Regions from separate parts of the Mus musculus genome. Here region 1 is linked to region 2. Evidence: chromatin contacts called from public HiChIP or PLAC-seq data. All regions are on one chromosome and are shown on one strand. The core of a region is the stretch at or near the end of the contact, and the rest is flanking DNA. Distances in the headings are between cores, read along the strand shown. Region 1 overlaps Dst (dystonin). Region 2 overlaps Dst (dystonin).

Region 1 (5,529 bases), core at 1,725-4,224, 110 kb after region 2:
GTGATTTTGTGTTCGAACAAAAATGAGGGAATTTCCTGGAGTCTTCAATTTAGCGTTGGTACTTTATTTTTAGTAAGTTTGGTTTTTTTATCTACAAGCCCAGCCTGATTTTTGCCAATGTTTAGCTTACTTCTGTCTTTCTCTTAGCCATTTCTTTCATGTAGGCAGTTTGTAGGTTTGTAATCTTTACAGTTGTAAAATGTTTGAGCAACATTTTCACTTAAAATATTTTGTGGAACATGCTATCACTTTTTTTTTTTTTAAAGCAACTTGGAAGCAGCAACTAAAAATGTGTTGATTACACTTCTCTCTGCCAAAATAATCAGATTGCTTCTGAAAGAATTGTCTTTAGAAGCAACATCTTAACTTGAAAATATGTTCTGTGTTGACCACAATTCAGTGTGGAATTAGACTTTGCCTGACTGCAGTCGCAAGTGGTGTGAATCAGAGTGTAAGCAGCATTCCTCCTGATACATTGACCTCAGTTTACCCTGAGATGTCTACAGGACACTATTGCCTCCTCATTTTATATGGAAGCAAATTGGTGCCCAGAGAAGTCATGGGGGAGGGAGGGTGGGACTGAGTAGTAGCTGCCACGCTCCGGCCCAGACCTCCTCTGTGGATGCATATACCTGAGTGACAAACTTCTTGGTTTAGAAGAAGAACACCCTGTGCTTGTTCTTCTTCCCTAGCTATGGCTTTTGTTCATTCTTAATGCTGTTTAAATTCTCACAAAGAATGTTTTATTCTGATAAAACATGCTAAGAAATCTGGTTTCTGCTTGACAGTATTTTTCCATCTAACCGAGTCTGAAGGTTTCTGTTGCTGTCATGAAACATGACGACGCTGAGCAACTGGGAGAGGAAAGGGCTCATTCGGCTCACGCCTCTACAGCACAGTTCATCAGTTAGGGAAGTCAGAGCAGGGTCCTGGAAGCAGGGGCTGAAGCTGCAGCCTGGGAGGAGCTCTGCTCGCTGGCTTACTTCTGCTGCTTTCCTATAGGACCCAGGGCCTCCAGCCCAAGGGTTGCACATCCCACAGTGAGATGGTCCCTCCCATATCAGTCATCAGTCAAGAACGTGGCCCCACAGCTGTGCCCACAGGCCAGTAGGAAGCATCCCAACTTTCCTTCCCCAGATCGCTCTAGCCTGTGACAAGGTGACAGAAGACTAACTAGCAAACTGTGTAAAGGGTTAAGGACTTTATGTCTGTGTAGGTGACCCTTGACCAGGGGTCATTCCCACGCCCACCATCTGTCTCAGAGGTCGGCTCCCATATTACTAGAACAAAGTGGTTCATCAGTGGCAACAACTCCTAGAGTGTGGTAGAATACAGAACACATTGGAGATCTTCATTCAGAAAACTTAACGTTAGGTCTTATTATCCCCATCCCTAAAGTGGGTGTGGCTCCCTGTCCCATTAAATGAGGTGACATATAAATAGAGCGGATGCAGAGTGCTTCTTGACCCTTTCATCATTATTTCCTGTGGATTCGGGGAAAGCCTCTAACCAGCCTCTGAGGCGAAAAGTTTTCAAAAGCTCTACCAAGACGTTCCCTTCTGTCCCGCCATCCCAGAGCATCTCACACAGCACAGCGAGGCTGCTGTAGCCTGTGCTCCTTGTTGCCTCTCATCTTCTCCCTCTCTTCAGCCATCCCAGATCAGTGTGCTCCTCTGCAGATGCCAGAGTTAGCTTCAAGCTTGCAACTATTCACAGACATTCTCCTGAGGGAAGCCAGTTCTTTGAGTCAACTTTGGTTGTTTACCCCCTCCTAGGATTCACTTAAGGCATTGAGTTGCTAGGATATGAGAGAATACCAGAGGCAGATCTGCAGGTCTGCAGGGAGGAGGGCTGCCAGTGAAGGAAAAATATCAGTTTATTTGAGATAGAATCTTTTACTATGTTGCCTATGTTGGGCTTGACTTTCTGGATACTCAAATAATCCTCCTGCCTCAGCCTCCTGAGTAATCACATGTTACCACATGCAGTTTACTAAGAGCTCTGTTTCTATTTATCTTATGAGCCCTGTTGTCTCCTATTTATGAGAGAGCCAGGCATGCCAATGCCTCAGGAACCATGTGACGTTCTGGGTACTAGCCACCCTGTCCCAATTGAAACTGACACTCCCATGCAGGAGAGCTTGAGACTTCAGAACAAGGGGATGGCCTTACAGGATGATGTCCATAGCCGTGGCTCCTGTCTCTGTTAATCTTGGAAAGTGATGTTAATTTAAGCAGTTGAGCAGTGGCTGCTGAGGATACATCTGTTAATACAGTTTTCTTAATGTGGAAGAGAAATTTCACTCCTACAAACCCTGAGCTGGAATTTAGGGGACCTAGATCCAAGCAAGAGGTTAGACCCTTAGGGGCTGGTGAGATGGCTCAGTGGATAAGACCACTGACTGCTCTTCCAAAGGTCCTGAGTTCAAATCCCAGCAACCACATGGTGGCTCACAACCATCTGTAACGAGATCTGATGCCCTCTTCTGTGTGTCTGAAGACAGCTACAGTGTACTTACATATAATTAATAAATAAATCTTAAAAAAAAAAAGAGGTTAGACCCTGGGCACAGTGTCTTTCTTTCAGTTTGTTGGCCATTAAAGTGACAGAAGTTCCCCAAGTGGCTCTGCTGTTTGTCAGTCTGAATTCTCTGATTCCTTAGTCTTCTGATCTATAGCCTTACCTACAAGAAACAGCTTATGTTGGCATTCCTAGTTTTTGTGAACATTAACTAATAATCAATTCGATGAAAGTTTAAAAAAAAACCACGTAATTATTTTTAAATACTAAAAATGTACACACGAGGCTAGGATATATAAGTCTTCATCAAAATGCTTGCCTAACTTGAGCATGGCCATACTGAAAACAAATTAATAAAATGTGGATAAATTTTCAGGGAGTGTTGGCGCCAACCTTGGAATGGCCTGTGTGCATGCCATGATGATGACGATATCTGTAAAAATAGGACGTCCCTGCTTCCCAGTCGTCTGGTCTGGTTGACTTTGCACAGAGGCCATTCTCGTTCCCTGCTGACTCTACAGTGATAACGTTCCTCACTTCCCAGTAAATGAGCCGTCAAGCAATAAACTGAGAATCAAATCGGGGAGCTAGCTGGGATACAGTAGTGGGTTTTTTTTTCACCCCCAGACCATGTCCTGTCAAGCTTGGGAGGGCTTTCTTCCTTTTTGTTCTTTTAGAAAAATAATCAAGGTGAAGTTCAGCTTCTCTACTTGATACTGGTTATTCTCAAATAGCCTCAGCTTCTGCTCCTTTTGAGGCACTTACGTGTGGTGGTCAGTTTATCTTCTTTTACTGCAAAGCGACATTGATTGTTCATTCCTGCAGTGGCAAGGTTTGCAGAGATTCACGTGACAGTATGCAGTCATTCTGACTTATGCCTGGTTCTCCCTTTCTCTCCATCCCCACACCTCCTTATTAAGTAGACATCTAACATCCGTCTGATGGGTCTGTATTAGGCAGAATATGAAGAGAACATTCTAAGGGTATATATAGAGAGCATTTGGTACATACAGCCAGATGTGTTCATATGATTTCATCAGAAAACCAGGGGTGGTGGTGGTTGTTACTTGGTTCTAGAAATATCAGCAGAGTCCAGCTGTGGTTGCAGAATAAAGAACAAGCCAGGCATAGAGATGCACACCTTTAATCCCAGCATTTTGGAGGCAGAGACAGGAAGATCTCTGCAAGTTGGGGACCAGTCTGGCTTAGCGTATTCTTTATTCTGCAGCCACAGCTACATAAAACAAACAAAAAGAAACAAGAAGGAAAGAGAATAAACTGCACTGCTCATGCAGGTAGGGCAACCCTCAGCGTAGATGGTTGTTAGCTAATCTGTAGGCAGGTTAGTAACTGGGAACTACTCTGTAAGCCAGCTTCCGATGGGACTCGGGGAAGTGTTTGCATTTGGTGTAGAAATCCTGAAGACCGTTCTTTCTTACTTAGAATCATATATCAGAAGGGATACGTAGAGAGGTAGATGGCAGCTGCCACTGCAGACTCTGCTGTGCCCTGGACAGGTTTACTTCGTGAGGAACAAATAGCACTTCCTCATTCATTCTGTGAAACTTTGATCATCCCGTTCATCCATGTGTGAACGGCAGAAAGCACACAATGGCTGGCGTGTTTCTATTTTGGCACGCTCAATGGGTCAGAAATCGCATGTGTGAATGGAACTAGTTCTATCTTGTGGATTTAAGGTAGAGCCTGTGATTAGCTTCTCAATTTTGACAGTTGAAACCGAAAAGGGACCAAAGATCACAGAATTTGCCTAGTTGAAAAGTTAAATAGCATTTCCTTGTGTTAAAGGCTGGTGTCAGTAGTGAATAAGACGTCTTAAAAGCATACCAAAGACATGACAGTCCATACCCTCAGATTTCTGCCATTCGGGAAGATGGCGGAGGTTTTGCTAAGGCTGGAATCACTGGAAGCTCAAACACAACATCATTTTATATTGAAAGCGACTTTGAAGCTAACTTGGGCTTTGGTAGTTAAAAGAGCCATCCCTCTAACCCTGGGTGGAAAACTGTTACAAATCCTCTCCCTTTGAAGGGACAGCCTGTGTATTTAACATGACTGGTTCTCCTTATGCTTATCTGTGAGCACAAGGACCTCCTTACCCACCCCCAGCGTTTCCTGGGGTGAATATTTGAGTACATGCTGTGGTTGAAGTGAGCAAGAGTATCTGAGCAAGGCACTGGGGTGCTGAGTTGAAGAGACACTGGAGTACTTGTTGTTCATTGTATGAGAGTTGCTTAGGGTTGAGGGAGAACCAGAGAAAAAGAATGTAGAGGTTCAAGATGCATCATGGATGACAGAGCTTTTGATGTGTGGGAACTGGGCAAATGGCGGGGCCATTCCCTAAGCTAGGAATGTCGTTGGGACTGCATGGCTCAGAATGAGAAGTCTGGTGTCAAACACATTGAATTTTGAAGGTCATGGCGTGCATCTCTGTGGGTATCTCTTAAGGGTGAGGGTGGAGCTGAGTGAGTGAGTGAGTGAGTGAGTGAGTTAGTGAGTGAGTGAGAGAGTGTGTGTGTATGACCAGTGGGAGAGATTGTGCTGGGAGTTAGTGTTTGAGATTAATAGGATTGGCTTGTTTCAGGCTCATACCAAGGATGCTGAATTTGAGTGAGTGAAGAAAGTGGAAAAGTTTTCCACATTAAGTGGAGATGAGGATGGGGCTTGTAGAATGCACTCAGATGCCTAACAGGCACAGATCCATGATTTTGGAGTAGAATGGCAGCATCCTTTAATGGGAAAAGTGAGATCTTTGTGACCCTAGGCACATTGGTTTGAAAGCATCCCCAAGGCCTAGAGCACTTTGCTGCAGGTTGAGTTAGGATTGAGGAGGAGACTGGAAACTCAGTCAAAAGCGAGGATCCACATCAGGTACTTAGGAGGCGTAGGTTGTCATGGGATGCGACTTCTGGCAAGTCTGCAGTTGTGGGAGGCAGATCAGATCGGGAATCGTGAATCAAACACACACCACAGGTGGAAAAGCTCAGCAAC
Region 2 (5,156 bases), core at 51-2,550:
GCAAGTGTCCTTGGGAAAAGCTGTGCAGGAGAGGTCAGCGGAGGGGCCCAGTTTGCTTAGCCCACTAATGAGGATAGTGGATGCCTGCCTGCTCACCCTCGAGGGTGGCACCTCGGGCACTTCAGTGCACGGGAGAGCTAAGCCTCAGCAGGATTAGATGCAGACCTTGGCTCTGCCAGGTGACTTTCGCCATTGCCCTTTCAGACTTGAGCTTGGGTCATCATTGCTTTTAATCTGCAGTCCATTAGATGAGTCTGTTTCGATCTCTCCCCACTTTTCTTTGTGTGGGATTTTGGTGCGGGAAAATCAGAGCACATCTGGGGTCTCTCACTCTGCCAGGTGACCTCCGCCAGCTGGCTGCACCTCCACCCAGCATGTACTACTGCACGGTTTTATTTGGTTGCTTTTTTATTTTTTTATTGTTGTGTTCTAAGAGATCTTTGTACCGGTTCTGGAAAGCAGTACTTTGCAGTCATCAGTGGCCCTTTTAGCCCAACCTCCTTTGGATGCCTTTAAAAAAAAAAAAAAAAAAAGATTTATTTATTTATTTATTTATCTTGAGTGTTTGGATGCCTTTTTAAAAAAATCTATTTATTTATTTATTTATTTATTTATTTACTTATTTTGAGTGCACTGTAGCTCCCTTCAAACACACCAGAAGAGGGCATCAGATCCCATTACAGATGGTTGTGAGTCACCACGTGGTTGCTGAGAATTGAACTCAGGAATTTCGGAAGAGCAGTCTTAATGGCTGAGCCATCTCTCCAGTGCCCCCTCCCCCTTTTAAGTGTTTCTTCTCCACCTCTCTGTGTGTATGTGAGGATTATGTATGTGGTATATGCACATATGCATGTGTGTGTGTGCACATGTATACATGTGGGCACACCTTCATGTGAAAATCAGAGAGGACGTTGGGTGTCCTGCTGTGTCATTCTCTTCTCTCTTGAGATATAGGTCTCATGAACCTGGAAACAGGCTGGCAGTCAGTCATGTCCAATTCCCCCTGCCCCCTCCCCCTTCCCTGTTACCCCAGCACTGGGTTATGGACCACACACAGCATTTTTGGATTTGAATGTAGGTCCTTATCATTGCATAGCAGGCACTCCACAGCCCTCGTTTGATAGTTTTGCATGCCTATTTTATACATGTTCTTTTAGGTAAATGAGGGCCTGATTGATTATTTGTTTCATGTGGTCACAGTGTGTTGTGTACTGTGTGTTCTGTTTTGGCTGAGGACACTATGCATTGTGCCTACTTCAGAGAGTGTGTGTGGGCTTAGAGCTCAGCAGTCTGACACTTTGCTCTGGCATCTACATATGTGGCTGCAGGTCCCGAGTTCCACTTAGTTGGCAGCTATGATGCTGTATAACACTTGAGTCTAAAATTAGTCCAACTGTTCTATTTTAAGGGTGGACTGAAATTAGCTGTCCGTGCCTATGAAACAAGTGAACACTCACCTCTTGGGATACCAAATTGCTGCTTTTAAAATGTAACCAGGAGCAGAGTTAGAAGCTTGCTCTAAGTTTTTAGAATGTTTCTGTTACCGTGACTAGATTATATAGCCTGAATACCTGTGTGTACACTTGTAGACACGGCTTCACACAGAGTCAGAAGCACCCAGAGTTTTAGGCCCTTGCTCCTAACAGTTGATGATGCTTTTCAGTCAACCATCCTGCTTGCTTTTTCTAAGATCTAAGTTGAGATCTTAGAGAGAAATTGTGATCGGTTTCCTGTAACATATTTGAGCAGAACCTCAGCCCTCGGGTTATTTATCAGTGTTGGAAGTGCTAGAAAAGAGAAGAGCCCTTAAAGCAGTCAGCATTTGGTTGTTGGTTTTGTGGTCTTTGTGGTAACATCTGACCAACGAGGGTATTGAAAATAGTACACGAAAAAGCTTGGGTGAAGGTTAGGAGTTTATTTCAACCATTTATACAGTTTTACTTATTTATATTATTTTGTGTGTGCATGTGTGCCAATACATGAGTACTCTGGAGGTCAAAGGACAGCTCTTGGGAGTTGGTTATCTCCTTCTACCATGTGAGTTCTGGGTTAAACTCAGACTCTCGGACTTGGCAGTAGATTCCCTTCACTGCTGAGCCATCTTGCTGGCCCTAGGGCTTGGTTTCTTGTGTCGTATGATCTTTAAGTCAAGATTTATGTTTATGAAGACATTTTACAGTGTTCTCTGTATACCCTTCAGGTAATTTTTGACTTGTATAGTTTTCTTTTGAATGTTTCTGGTGGGTTTATGGCAGGATTGGAGGAGTCTAAATTGTCTGGGACGTGGTCCCCCATGCCTGTATAATCCCAGTACTCTAGAGGCTGAGGCAGTAGGATCCTAAGTTTGAGTCTAGCCTGGGCTATATGATAGTAAAACTCTGACTCAAAAAACAAACAAAACAACAACAAAACCAAAAACAACTCCCCCCAAAACACACACACATAACAAACAACAACAACAACAAAACAGTTTCAAGGATAATATAACCTTTTCATAGGAAAATAGATGTATACTGAAATACTAATCTTTTTTTTTCAACTTGGAAAACTGCATAGGAATTTAAATTTGTGCTCCAGCAGAATTAACATGATGTGCTAAAAGTAGTGACTTTTATAATTAGCCTCCCTCTGAAAACATTCAGTGAACACTGCTTCCAGCCTTTCCCCTAATTCTAGTCAGGAGTTAATTGATTATATGCTTCAAGTGAACAAATTAGCATATAATAGACCCCCTTCGCTACTGCCTTTTGTTTTATACTTGATATTTCCGTAGAAAACCTGGGGGGAGAGGACGCACTAGAAGCAGGCGCGGGATCGGCTCACCAAGTCAGAGCACGCAGAGAATTCTAGAAACTTCTGTTCTTAAGCTTTGAAACTGTGCTAAGGAAGCAGAGCCTGCAGAGGGGCCACAAGTCAGGGGCCTCTTAGCAGAGCTGAATTAGGTGAGACAGGGACCACTTCTCCCCGGGGAGGGATCTGAGAAGCCTGGGGTTTCACAGAGGAAGGCAGCATTTCAGTGGGCAGGAGCAGCCTTGTGTTGCCTGGTGTAGGGGCTGCTGTACACAGTTTTCTCTCACTTAATTTGGACAGAACGATGCCACACTTCCCTCCTCCACTGTAGAGAAACAATGCCCTGGTGTTCTTGTCAATATTTTCATAGAAGGGGGAAGGTTTTGCCTGTCAGTCAGTATTGAGCTGAACATGTCATGCTCTGTTTTAAAGAACGCTGTTATGCTGTATGGGCATATCCGAGGTTTTGGAAATCAGAGCAACTTTTTGTCGCGGCACAGCGGACAGGTGAAGATTGTGAGGCTTCTGTTGGTCTGAAGTGGTGCTCGTAGTAACCAGAGACCTGTGCCACTCTCTGGTGCAGCCTAGGCCTGACAGCCCCTTGGTGCAGGTGCCCAGGCTGCATAGCCGCTGATGGAGGGGTTGGCTGGACACTAGAATTCTGGATGGATGGCCATTTTCCTTCTGTAAGTAATCACGGTCTATCCTTATCACCTCAGAGCTGTTATTCTGTTACTAATATAGTTGGTAAATAATGTGTAGGGTGAGTAGCCTCAGTTTAAACAAGTGGCATTTTTTGAGTATGTTCAGGAGTTGTTAGAGACCCGTATTTAACAAAGAGAAACATGGCTTACTTTTTGTTTAAAGTGACTTTGGTTCCCAAAGTCTATATACTTAAGTGAAAATTTTTACTGGCTGTAGCAAGGGGAAACGTAATTATGTTTTATTTCCGTTGTGAATTGAGGTAGCTGAGTTTCACCTTGTGGTCCAAACTGATCTCATTATTAGAGGTGTGATTTCTGTAGTACCCTATGCTAGACGAGGAACAAGGTGAGGATACTGAGGGATGTGGGAAGATGGAAAGCCAGGAGCTCGAACTTGTAACATTTTAGAAAACAAGGGAGCATAAAAAGCAGAAGTAATCTCTTATCTGAATATGCAAATTAACCTTCTGGCATATTTTCCTAGACACTTGACTCTTTTATACTTAACATTTAACGACTGGGTTGTTGTAGATGAGGTTCTATGTCCCGTTTGTCTCCTGAGTGCTCCATGATGCTTCACGTATTGCTGTAAAACATTAAATCAAAAATACTTTAATAATGGTACATGCATTTCATTATGCGGTGATAAAAACAGTTTGACTGTGTAAGCAATGATTTCCTATTCTGATCGTTTGACTAATATTATGATATGATACTGTCTATCATCTTTGCATCTAATTGTGTGCTTCAGAAACAAAACCTTTTCAAGACAGAAAGTAGTCATATGGAATATAAAGCCACTTAACTATTGATTTTAGAAAATAGTACCTAGTGCAGGATTGATTAATTTAGAAAAGTGTTTATTTAATGTATATGGCATTTTGTCTACATGTACGTCTGTGCATCATGTGTATGATGTGCATCATGTGTATGTATCTCTTATAGGCCTAAAAGTCAGATGTCAGGTCCTCAGGAACTGGAGTTATAGGCAGTTTTGACCCACTATGTGGGTGCTGGGAATTGAACTCAGGTCTTCTGGAAAAGCAGTCAGTGCTCCTAACCATTGAGCCATCTTTCCAGCCTCCACGGTTGACTCTTTTCAAAATAGATACTTTTTATTTTCTGTATGTGTACTTACATGTAGGCTTGTGTACCACGTGCACCCGGTGCCTGCAGAGGCCCAAAGAGGGCTTCAGCTCCCTAGGAACTGAAGTTACAGGCAGTTAGTTGTGAGCTGTCCAATGTAGGTGCTAAGCACTTACATGGACCCACATTACCAGACCTCAAGTGGAGTCTTGAGTTATATATTTAGTTTAAAAGTTCTGACCATTCTGAATTGTAGGGAAATGGATAATAAAAAGGAGGTCCGGGTCAGCCCACGGTGATGCATACGCTTTTAATCCTTGCACTTGGAAAGCAGGGGTAGGTGAATAGCTGTGAGTTTGAGGCCAGCCTGGTCTACAAAGCAAGTCCAGGCCAGCAAGGACTCTGTTACAGGGAGAAAACTTGTCTTGAAAAACCAATAAACAAATGAATGAATCAATAATAAATAAATATATAAATAAATAAACAAGGATTCGATTTTTCACTTCTGGACCTTATATACAGGCTAGTTAGTCTTAGATTGCTTCTAAGTCAAATGAAAGATTGCTGACGTTCTTA

What was found. HiChIP or PLAC-seq counts read pairs in DNA pulled down with a chosen protein or histone mark.
Region 1: a contact with region 2 is called in an H3K27ac HiChIP or PLAC-seq map of heart atrium, with 5 read pairs. The contact joins two enhancer-like sites. A contact is called at or near these places in 16 of 484 Hi-C or Micro-C datasets (the C2C12 cell line, the HL-1 cell line, the Patski cell line and 9 more), 6 of 115 datasets of contacts at active chromatin or transcription factors (the NIH/3T3 cell line, cardiomyocytes, embryonic stem cells and 3 more) and 3 of 9 other capture datasets (adipose tissue, liver and pancreatic islet).

Annotation. Positions count from the first base shown.
Region 1 is chr1:34,126,902-34,132,430 of GRCm38.p6, forward strand. The region is part of intron 8 of Dst (dystonin); the gene reads left to right. The region is part of intron 2 of Gm51742 (a long non-coding RNA gene); the gene reads right to left. Among named protein-coding and RNA genes, the nearest start is that of Gm51742, 5.5 kb to the right of the region's middle. Within about 2 kb of position 2,975, at least 38 of the 459 cell types and tissues checked have an H3K27ac peak or open chromatin away from gene starts, as enhancers often do. A contact at or near this core is called in cardiomyocytes, heart atrium and muscle stem cells, where this site is marked.
Region 2 is chr1:34,020,436-34,025,591 of GRCm38.p6, forward strand. The region is part of intron 4 of Dst (dystonin); the gene reads left to right. Among named protein-coding and RNA genes, the nearest start is that of Mir6896, 94 kb to the right of the region's middle. Within about 2 kb of position 1,301, at least 39 of the 459 cell types and tissues checked have an H3K27ac peak or open chromatin away from gene starts, as enhancers often do. A contact at or near this core is called in cardiomyocytes, heart atrium and muscle stem cells, where this site is marked.